Regions from separate parts of the Rattus norvegicus genome. Here region 1 is linked to region 2. The links are chromatin contacts, called in public Hi-C maps. All regions are on one chromosome and are shown on one strand. Each heading gives the region's core, a stretch centred on a gene start, on an enhancer-like site or on the middle of the called end of the contact. The rest is flanking DNA. Distances are from core to core; before and after follow the strand shown. Region 1 holds the start of Pfdn1 (prefoldin subunit 1). Region 2 overlaps Pfdn1 (prefoldin subunit 1).

What was found. Hi-C and Micro-C count contacts between places; a contact is called where the count stands out from the background.
Region 1: a Hi-C map of Schwann cells shows a contact between it and region 2, with 4 times the contacts expected there. The contact joins the promoter of Pfdn1 here to the enhancer-like site in region 2. A contact is called at or near these places in 7 of 12 Hi-C or Micro-C datasets (the A7r5 cell line, Schwann cells, hepatocytes and 4 more).

What each region holds. Positions count from the first base shown.
Region 1 is chr18:28,338,421-28,343,231 of GRCr8, reverse strand. It overlaps Pfdn1 (prefoldin subunit 1), which reads left to right and starts at 2,109. Exons shown (of 4, transcript NM_001108427.1): 1 at 2,109-2,168. The coding sequence starts at 2,136.
Region 2 is chr18:28,287,110-28,291,718 of GRCr8, reverse strand. It overlaps Pfdn1 (prefoldin subunit 1), which reads left to right. Exons shown (of 4, transcript NM_001108427.1): 4 at 2,722-3,509. The coding sequence ends at 2,805. Cystm1 (cysteine-rich transmembrane module containing 1) reads right to left here. Exons shown (of 3, transcript NM_001402495.1): 3 at 4,145-4,609. The coding sequence ends at 4,518. Among named protein-coding and RNA genes, the nearest start is that of Pfdn1, 52 kb to the left of the region's middle. Within about 2 kb of position 2,373, at least 15 of the 93 cell types and tissues checked have an H3K27ac peak or open chromatin away from gene starts, as enhancers often do. A contact at or near this core is called in Schwann cells, where this site is marked.

The DNA of each region.
Region 1 (4,811 bases), core at 860-3,359, 52 kb before region 2:
AAACCTCAGGCCCAAGGCATTGTAAAGAAAGCGTCCAGTACTTAGAATGAGTATGCTCTAATTGTATTCAACATCAAGTAGCATGGGAAAGAGCTGATAAATTTGAAAATGATCAACTGGAAAGTTTTTATTTCTGGATTTTTGAGGCAGAATTTAACTTTGTAGCCTTTAATTTAAATTAGCTGGCCTAAGTAGAATTTTCTAAACTGTAGTCTAAACAGAGCACGGTGATGCATAGCTAGAACGACAGTGTTTCGGAGGCTGAAGCAGGCAGATGAGGAGCTTAAGGCTAGCATGGGCTACAGAGTGAAATCCTGTCTCAGTGGAGAAGAAAAGCACTGAATGAAACATTAGAGTTTATAGTCATTGAAGTAAAAATTCAATTGAAGAGTGAAATGACAAACGAGACACAGTTGAAGGGACAACGCTCACATTAGTGAAGCGTAGCTCACCGAGATAGGAAGGTATGAAGCATAAAGCAGAGGTTGAGAGACATGGATGCTTCCACACACTTCTAGTCAGACACTGGCTGCACATTCTCCAAATTACACACGCCCTTAGATGAGAGAAGTATGTTGTGTGCCAAGCAGGAATGAGAGAATGACAGTGCCCAAGCCAAAGTGGATCTCTGTGTAAGATCGCAGTCTGTATCCTGCCCCTGTCTCTTAGCGTGGTGCCCCTGTATAAGCAGCCTACACTGGTCTGGGATCACTACCAGACTGCCCTTAAATTCATGGCGAGCTTTCTGCCTCAGTTTCTCCAGTCCTAGGATCACGGGGAGGACCGCAATGTTTGACCCTCATCTATTATTTTTGAGTTTTTGGGTTTTTGTTTTTTTTGAGACAAGTCTTATGCAGTCCAAGATGAACCCCAGCTCTCTATGTCATTGAGGATAACTTGAACTTTTTTAAAGTACAAAAAGATTTATTCTTATTATCTTTAATTTTGTCTACACATGTGCATGCGTGTGAGAGCATGTAAGCACAGGTGCCTGCAGAGGCTAGGGTGTGCATTCTCTGGGGACTGGAGATTACAGGTCATTGTGAGCCATCTAACGTGTGCTGAGAGTCAAGCTCTGATTCGCTGGAATAAGAGTATAAGCTCTTTTTTTTTTTTTTAAAGATTTATTTTATTTATATGAGTACACTGTAGCTGTCTTCAGACACACCAGAAGAGGGCATCGGATCCCATTACAGATGGTTGTGAGCCACCATGTGGTTGCTGGGAATTGAACTCAGGACCTCTGGAAGAGCAGTCAGTGCTCTTAACCACTGAGCCATCTCTCCAGCCCCAAGGGTATAAGCTCTTTAACTGCTGACCCATCTCTCCAGTTCCTAGTTTTAAATTTGAATCTATTCAGTGTATGTGTGCGTTCATAAGCATGTGTGGAGGTACACACATGGAAGGGAGTCAGAGGATAATTTGTGGGAATCAGTTCTCTGCACCATGTGGGTTCTCAGGATTGAACTCATTTATTTCGTTATGGTGGCAAGCACCTTTATTCCCCAGGCTGACCTGACCTTGAACGTATGATCCTCCTGCCTCAACCTACCTAGCACTTGGATCACAGGAATGCATCATCATACTCGTTTTGTACGGGGCAATTCAGAGTATCAAATGTGCTAGGCAAGCATTTAGCCAACTGAACTACACCCCAGTCAGGAATCTGATCCCAACAAACAGAATTGTCTCAAGAAGCACTGTGTCTAGAAGATATATGAGGAAGCTTCGGCAGAATTAGGTTCTTTTTAGATGAACCATATTGCTAATGGTCTTACTGGCATGCCCGAAGCTGGACTGACAGCACAGGAACTGAATGAATGATTGATGAGCTGACCGACAAACCTGTTTCAATTCCGCAGCCCAAGTGAAGATGTTTTTCTAATTGTATGTGGAGGAGCAAGTTACATCTCGGCAGTTACACGTTTATCAAATATAATCAGAATTTCAATGTTCAGGGTCATTTGTCTCGTGGCAGAGTGGTAGAGTCGGGTAGATTACAAGCTGAGAAATCTGGGTTAGTTGAGTTCACCTTTGCGCAGGCGCAGAAGGAAGCCTACCAATAAAACCTGCAAGCGCCCTTCCCCCACCCCTTTCCGGCTTGCCTCTAGCGCAGGCGCATAGTGTCCTTCAATATGGCCGCCTCCGTGGATCTGGAGTTGAAGAAGGTAAGGGGGGATTTTCAGCAGACAGACACTTCTGTTTGAATGATAAAGCGAGTAGGGACGAAAATGGGGGCGTGAGGGGGGAGGGGGAAAGCTCGCGTTTCGCTGGAGGAAGGAGACTGTAGGGGGCGGGGTCTGGCCTCCCGAAGCCTTGAGACCGGACCCGCTCTGCTTCAGGTGGAGGCTCTTGCTCGCAGGAGCTGTTTCTGGTGGGTTTAGGTTGCTGGGTCGCACGCGGGCTGGGCTGCAGTGTGTTCTTATGTTGGAACTTCAGAGACATCTCTCTGTGTTTTGGAGCCGTCGGGTACCAATTTCATAGCAAGGACTGAAGACAGTGTCTCACAGTGATGATGCCTGTCAGGATGCTTGCAGGAGAACTTGCAGTTTGGTTTCCTCATTTGATTTGAAAAACTCCAGGTTCAATCTTTGCTTTTAGGTCATTTATTCTACACTATACCTTGAAAGGTCTTTCTGTATTTACACCTCAAATAAGCAGACACTGCTTGACTCCTGTCAAGGCTCTAATCCTCCCTTCCCCATCACCTTTGTAAAGAGCTCATACACTACCCCTCCTCCCCAAGTAAGTTTTCCAAAAGACCTTTCAGAGGAATTGGATTGTTGTTGTTGTTATTATTATTTTGTTCAATCCGTTGCTTAGAAATGATTTTGTTATTTTGCTTTTTTTTTTTTAAGAGACAATGTCTCAGGGTGTTCTAGATTGACGTGGGACTTATTGCCCTTGAATTCCAGGCAGTCTTTCTGCCTCAGCCTCTTGAGTTCTGGGAATTAGTCTTGAGTCAAATGCCTGTTTATAAATGGGTTGTTAATTGGAAACATTTTTGCTACTTAACAGTCTTGGGACTGATCCTGGCTGTGCTATCTTTGTGGAGAGTTAGCTGTAATTAGAAAGGACCCTAGAACTCATTCTGTTTAAATGTACTTTTCTAGAAAGGTAAACTTCTAGTGTTTTTTTTTTTTTTTTTTTCTTTCTGGTTAGCTTGGTTTAGTTTGGTCAGGCCCTGAACCCCTAATGTACTTTAGTGCTGTTGCCTTCAGAGTATTAGGGTAACAGATATGTGCTAGGGTCCCTGGCAAGAAAAGTCTTAAAAGATTGAGCCCCAGGCAGCAAGATGGGTCAGTGGTGAAAATACTTGCCAGGCGCCTGGCTGTTTAAGTTCTATCCCTGGAACCAACGGTAGAAGGAGAGAACTACACAAAGTTGTTCTCTAATCTTAGAGGCACACACTAGTACACTGCTCGGTGCTCACACAAACAATAGTAAACACATTTTTGTTTTTTCTTTTCTTTTTTTTTTTTTTTTTTTCGGAGCTGGGGACCGAACCCAGGGCCTTGCGCTTTCTAGGCAAGCGCTCTACCACTGAGCTAAATCCCCAACCCCAGTAAACACATTTTTAAAACGGAGTCTAGCATTTGGAATTACTGTAATCCTTTTTTTTTTTTTTTTGTTCAGTAGGTTTTTTTTAGGTGAGAAACATTTTTAAAAGTTGTGTGTGTGTACATTTTGCAAGGTGCTTAGTGGAAGTCAGAGAACAATTTTTGGGAGTTAGTTCTCTCTTATGAGGTGGGTCCTGGGGATTGAACTCTTGGTATCAGGCCTTCTAGGCAAGCTGAGCCATCTACTGGCCCAGATTTGGATTCTGGTTTTGTTTTTCCCAAGAGACAGAGTCTCATGTCGCCTAGGTTGGCCTGGAACTTGGCTATGTAGTTGGCATGCACCCCTACACCCAGTTTCCCTAGTGCTAGGATTTGCACTCAGGGCTTCCTGCATTCGACAAGACCTCTCACTGGGACCTAGGGATTGCCACTTTGGCGAGATTGTCTTGTGAGCTGCTGGGACCTTTATTTCCCCCTTGCCCTTCATGCCTAGCATTAAACAACAACAAGTTGTATTTTTATGTATGTGTCTTGCCTGCATGAATGCCTGTATACCATATGTGTGCATCCCTCTCAGGCTAGAAGAGGGCTTTGCATCCCCCTGAAACTGTAGTTAACATGTGGTTGTGGGTTGCTATGTGGGTACTGGGAACCAAACCTGGTCCTCTGCAAAAGCAGCCAGTGCTTTTAACCCCTGAGCCATCCCATCAGCTCCCAAGCTCAGCCACCTTGTGGGTCCTGGGGAGTGAACCCTGGGTCAGCTGACTGCACTGTTTCCCTAGCTCCCATAAGTAACATCATAAGTAGCTGTCTCTGGTTAACCTGTGCCTAAGTAATACGACAGCTGAAACAGCTGTTCCTAATAAAAGAAGCCACTTGCTATTGTTCTGGGGATGCTAAATATGTGCATCTTTCTGCCATTCTTGTCTTGAAACATGTAAACTTAGCCTTAGATAGCATTCTCTCATGCTATAAATCTCAGCCTTGTAAGCTTTTCTTTCTTTTTCTCTTTTTCTTTTTGAGACATGGTCTCACCATGCATCCTGGACTAGCTTGGAACTCACTATATAGGTAGACTAGGCTAGCCTAGAAATCACAAGAGATCCTCCTGGGTTCTAGGATTAATGCATTTCTGTGCCTGACATGTAAATCTCAGCTATGTATCTATATCTTTATATAAAGCGTTTTCTCCTTTTATCATGTAGGTTCAGGTCCCAGGGATGGAACTCAGGTTGTTAGGCATGGTAAGAA
Region 2 (4,609 bases), core at 1,124-3,623:
TCCCAGCATAAAAATGTTTAGAGACATTTGCCAATTGATGTGACCAGAGGTACATGGTCCTTTAGGTCTAGAAGAGCTTTGGTATGAAGCGTTTGTAGACACACCTCTTCTCATGTTCTGTGTTGATTTCTTAGCTATACTCACTACAAATTCATAGACTGGAAAAAAAAAATCTTTTCCCATTTCCTGGAGGCTGAGTCCAGAACTAAGGTGTTGAAGGGCCGCAGAAAGATGCTTGCTTAGCTCTTCCAGCTTTCTTATAGGCCGACCATGCAAGTCTTAGAGCACACATGGCATTCTCCCTCTGTGACCTTTACATCCCCTTCTTTCAAGGACATTAACTGGATTTAGAATCCATAATGGGATCAAATCTGGAGACTTCTGTTCCTGATTAAGAGTGTGTTCAGGGGTAGCAGGGATCAGGTGGTTTCCCTTACAGCATGTCTGGATTGGATATCATTTGGGCTTAGTTATACTTGATGCCGAGACAGGAACTATTGAAATACTTAGGAAAGCTCCATTATTAAACTACTTATTTTTAAAGAATTGTCCACTAAGTTTATTTAAACTGAAGATTTAAAGTTTTGGGTTTGATGGCACATACCTGTAACCCCAGCACTTGGAAGACTTGAGGCAAGAGGATTACTACAAGTTCAGAGCCAGCCTAGGCTACACATAGAGTACCAGGAAAGCTCAGGTTACATGGGAAAATCCTGTCTCTAAAAATAAAAGCCAACCAGACAATGAGACTTAAAAGCTTACTTATGCTATCTTTTTAAAAAATACTTTCACATATTGTGTTTTGTTTGCATGTATGTATGTATACTATATGTGTTCCTGGTGCCCAAGGTATTGGGTCCCCAGGAACTAGAGTGAGTTATGATATGGGTGCTAGGAACTAAATCTCGATCCTCTGCTAGGAACTGAACCTCGATCCTCTGCAAAGAGCAGGCAGTGCTCATAACTGCTGAGCTAGGTCTCTAGCCACCATTCTGCCGGGTTGTTTGTTTGTTTTGTTTTTAAATTCAAGGACTTTGGGTTATACTAATATAAAATTTCTGAAAGACTGAAGGAAGAAATGCTGTGAAATATTGTACTGATGCTGGGATTATAACCTGCATTTGTTTGGAAACCTGGGCAGGATGAAGTGGCCCTTGCTGTTATTCTAAGTTTATGGTTTTGTCATCTATGACAGCAGTTTTGTCAGAGCAAAAGCAACAGACCCAGGTCCCTGGGCACTAGCTATGGCTGGGAGAGCTCTGCTCCTCTGCTAGCTCTTCTCATGAGGCTGGGTCCAAGTTGCCCAGGTGGCATGTGGAACTATGACTGCTATCCTATATGGGCACATTCTTTAGTGATGAGCCAGCAGTTATCAGTATTTGCCTCTTAAACTCACAAGTAAGGGTTGTTTATCAAAGGAAGTTCAGTCCCCACTCTATCACTGTGATAGGCCGTATCAGGGTTAGCAGTGTACTTAAGCAAAATTCCATAGCAACAGTACACATTTGGTGCTGCTGAATTGTCACAGTCCTGATGGCTTTTATGGCACTCCTGGTGTTGTAAGGAAGTAGGTGCAAGTTGGCAGAAGGTAGATGAGTCAGGGTCTGGGCTTTTCCTGCCCAAGAGGAAGTTTAATTGGAAAGTCAGGTTAGAGAAGGCTCGCACAAGAGCTGGTACAGATTTGTGTCTTGCTTCTGCAGAGCGAGCCTTGGAACACATGGTTTGAGAGCTGTCTGGCCACAGTAGGAGAAGTTTAAGGCAGAGCTTTGGTACAAATGACCACCTTGTAGATAGGCTCTTTCCCTGTCTGTTCCCTTCATGTCCCAAGCAAGCAGGTCCGGAAGATCTGTCAAGCAGGTTGTGATGCTTCTAGAAGCACAGTGATGTGTGGCCCACCAGCCCTCCATGTACACTTTCCCTGGGTCATGTAGGCACTTTTGTGAAATGTGGAGGACACTGGTGGCACCTCCTTGGCTCTAGCAGCCCCAGTGCAGCTCCTTCAGTCATTGACCCTGGGAGTGGTTCCTGGTATTCTTTGAAGACGTGTACTATTCCTCTAATGGGCACTTCCTGTCTGCTAGATGGGAACACAGCCACAACGTTGTTCCTTGGGCAGGAGCCTGTGGTAAAGCCATCATGCTTTTGGGATGAGCACAGGACAAAAAATGTATATACATCATTTCCTTTGACTAATCTTTGTGGTCCCAGTCCTGATGTGGCTTCAGAAAGTAGTTATGTTTCTTTGTCGAAGTTTAGAGTTTAATTTAGGACAGAAGGTGAGCTTCCACAAGCCTGCTTTACCCATGTGTCATTGTTCTGGATTGTGGCAGCAGCAGATTCATTAGGAAAGCAGTTTGCACTCTGACTCATCTGCCTGAGTGAGATGTGCAGAGACTGCTCTGGGCCCACTGGATAGCGTGGTGCATGCTGTCTGCTCTGTCCACCAGAGGCTGTGGATGCCTGGCTCAGACCATGGAAAACCCAGAGAGACCGTCCACTGTGGGGCAGCAGCTTTGTTCTGGCCTTCGTCTGGTTGTCCTTACTTTGGGGGAAAGGTTGCTATGGGCTGCCCGAGGGGAATGCTGTGGACAGACAGGTGAGCTCACCTGCCTTTTGTTTGGGAGCGTGTCTAATATCACTTCAGGGAGGACACCAGAACCTGTGGCTGTAATGGCTGCACCTGCTCACTTTGGTCCTAACCCTTTTTTTCTCACATTACAGCAGAAAAAGTCCTACCTGGAACGGAGTGTTAAGGAAGCTGAAGACAACATCCGAGAAATGCTGATGGCTCGAAGGGCACAGTAGGAGCTGCTGGGAAAGTTCTTCCTTTCTGATCCCTCTCATCCTGTGTCAAGACAGGGGTTGTGCAGGGCACTGCCCTCCCTCTGCCCTGTGGCCCCATCTCTCTGTCACCCTGAGGCCCTTCAGGTCCCAACTGAATGTCTGCCAACCACTGCCCAGGACACTCTTCTTTCCTGGGGCAAGCCAGGAGCTCTCAACAGAGGGAAGAAATGGAGGGCAGAGGGAGAAAGCTGCCCAAGCCTGTCACTAGGCATGTGGGTTAGACCAGGTTAGACCAATAAAAAACTATGTCTCACTCTATGACATCTGCTTTTCTCCAACTGAGGAGAGAGAGGCAAGTGTCTACCTCAGCTCGCGTCCCTTTTTTCTCCTCCTTCTGTCCCTTGACAGGTGACACATGGGCCTCCCTGTAGAGCATAGAAGAAGGAAGACAAGTTGATAGGTGAGGTGAACAGAGCCACAGTTGGCGTCAGGGTTCCTTCCCTGTTTTCTCCTCAGAATTCCAAAACAAAGTTCAATAGCAAGCAGCATCTCTGGCTCTGTCTGGCCATGGTGCCACCTCTGAGCTCCCCTTCGTTTTCTCAGAACAGCCCGTTCACCGCGCAGCTTTCAGGAATTTACTGCAGGTCAGCTGAACACAACTGTTCTTGAAAACTAGATGTAAACTAAGTATTTCGAAAAAACTACTAGTGAATACTCAGAACACCTCCCTTCCTGTTCCCTGCAGCCAGAGTGTTATTTGGTGGTGGGCTTTAACTGGGAATGCTGATCCAGTGTGTGAAGATGGAAAATTGTTTCTCTTGAGGCGCTGTCTCGTCTAGCCTAGGTCGGACTTTCAGTTTGAGTGATGGAAGCACACTGCCCTCCACTGCTGCTTAGATGGACAGCAGGCAAGGCTGCCCTGGCGCTCTGTGGCCAAGGAGACTCTGACTTGTTTTTTGACAACTTAGCGACACCCTGTGGCTGAATGTGAGAACAACAGGCTGGTTAACTAGTTTAGGAGTGGGTGGGAGCAGGAAGAGCCTCTGATTTGTTTACCCTGTGATTATGGACTCCTGGTGAGCAGGAGCAGTTCAGAGTCACCCAGAGGTCCCTTTCCCAGGGCCTAGGCATAAGCGAGTCTGAGCTGTGTTGGTAAATATGACACTGGGCCTTGGGCAGCACTTTTAAGACATTAGCCAGAATAGAAGAAAAGTTCCCCTTTGTGAATTGGGTGGTAGGTATCACAAGCTGACCTGCTTGTATCTTACGAGCCGTGGTGGTTGGAGTATAACAGAATCTGGGAGATACAGAAGCACAGCCCCAAGGAGGTTTAGTTTACCCGGAATGATTCAGACACACAGATTTTGGACAGATTTATTGAAACATATAGGGTGTGAGCAGAGATCTAGTGGTGTGTCACATATTGCCATTACCTTGAGTGTATAATTTAAACATTATAAATATATATTTCATAACTAAGCCTTTGGCCAAAAAAAAAGGGAAATTATTTAGCACATTTGTTAAAGATCAGTAAGAAATGAGTTTTGAACATTAAAAAGATCAAGTCACTGAACTAAATAGCAGAAACCCTCACTAGTCTAAAACTCCATAGGACTGAGAGTAGAGGTGTCTGCGCAGAGCTAGTCAATACAGCAATCAGAAGAGGTGGGCCCAGGCACACCTATCGGAGTGGCACAGAGCGGCCAAGCAGAAGAGCTAGGCTCATCAGGTGATCAGGTGAGCATGTCCCACAGGCAGCAGCAACACAGAGCAGTCCAGCAGGCTGTGAGGCAGGTGGATGGGCCCAGGTCATCTCTTCTTTGGT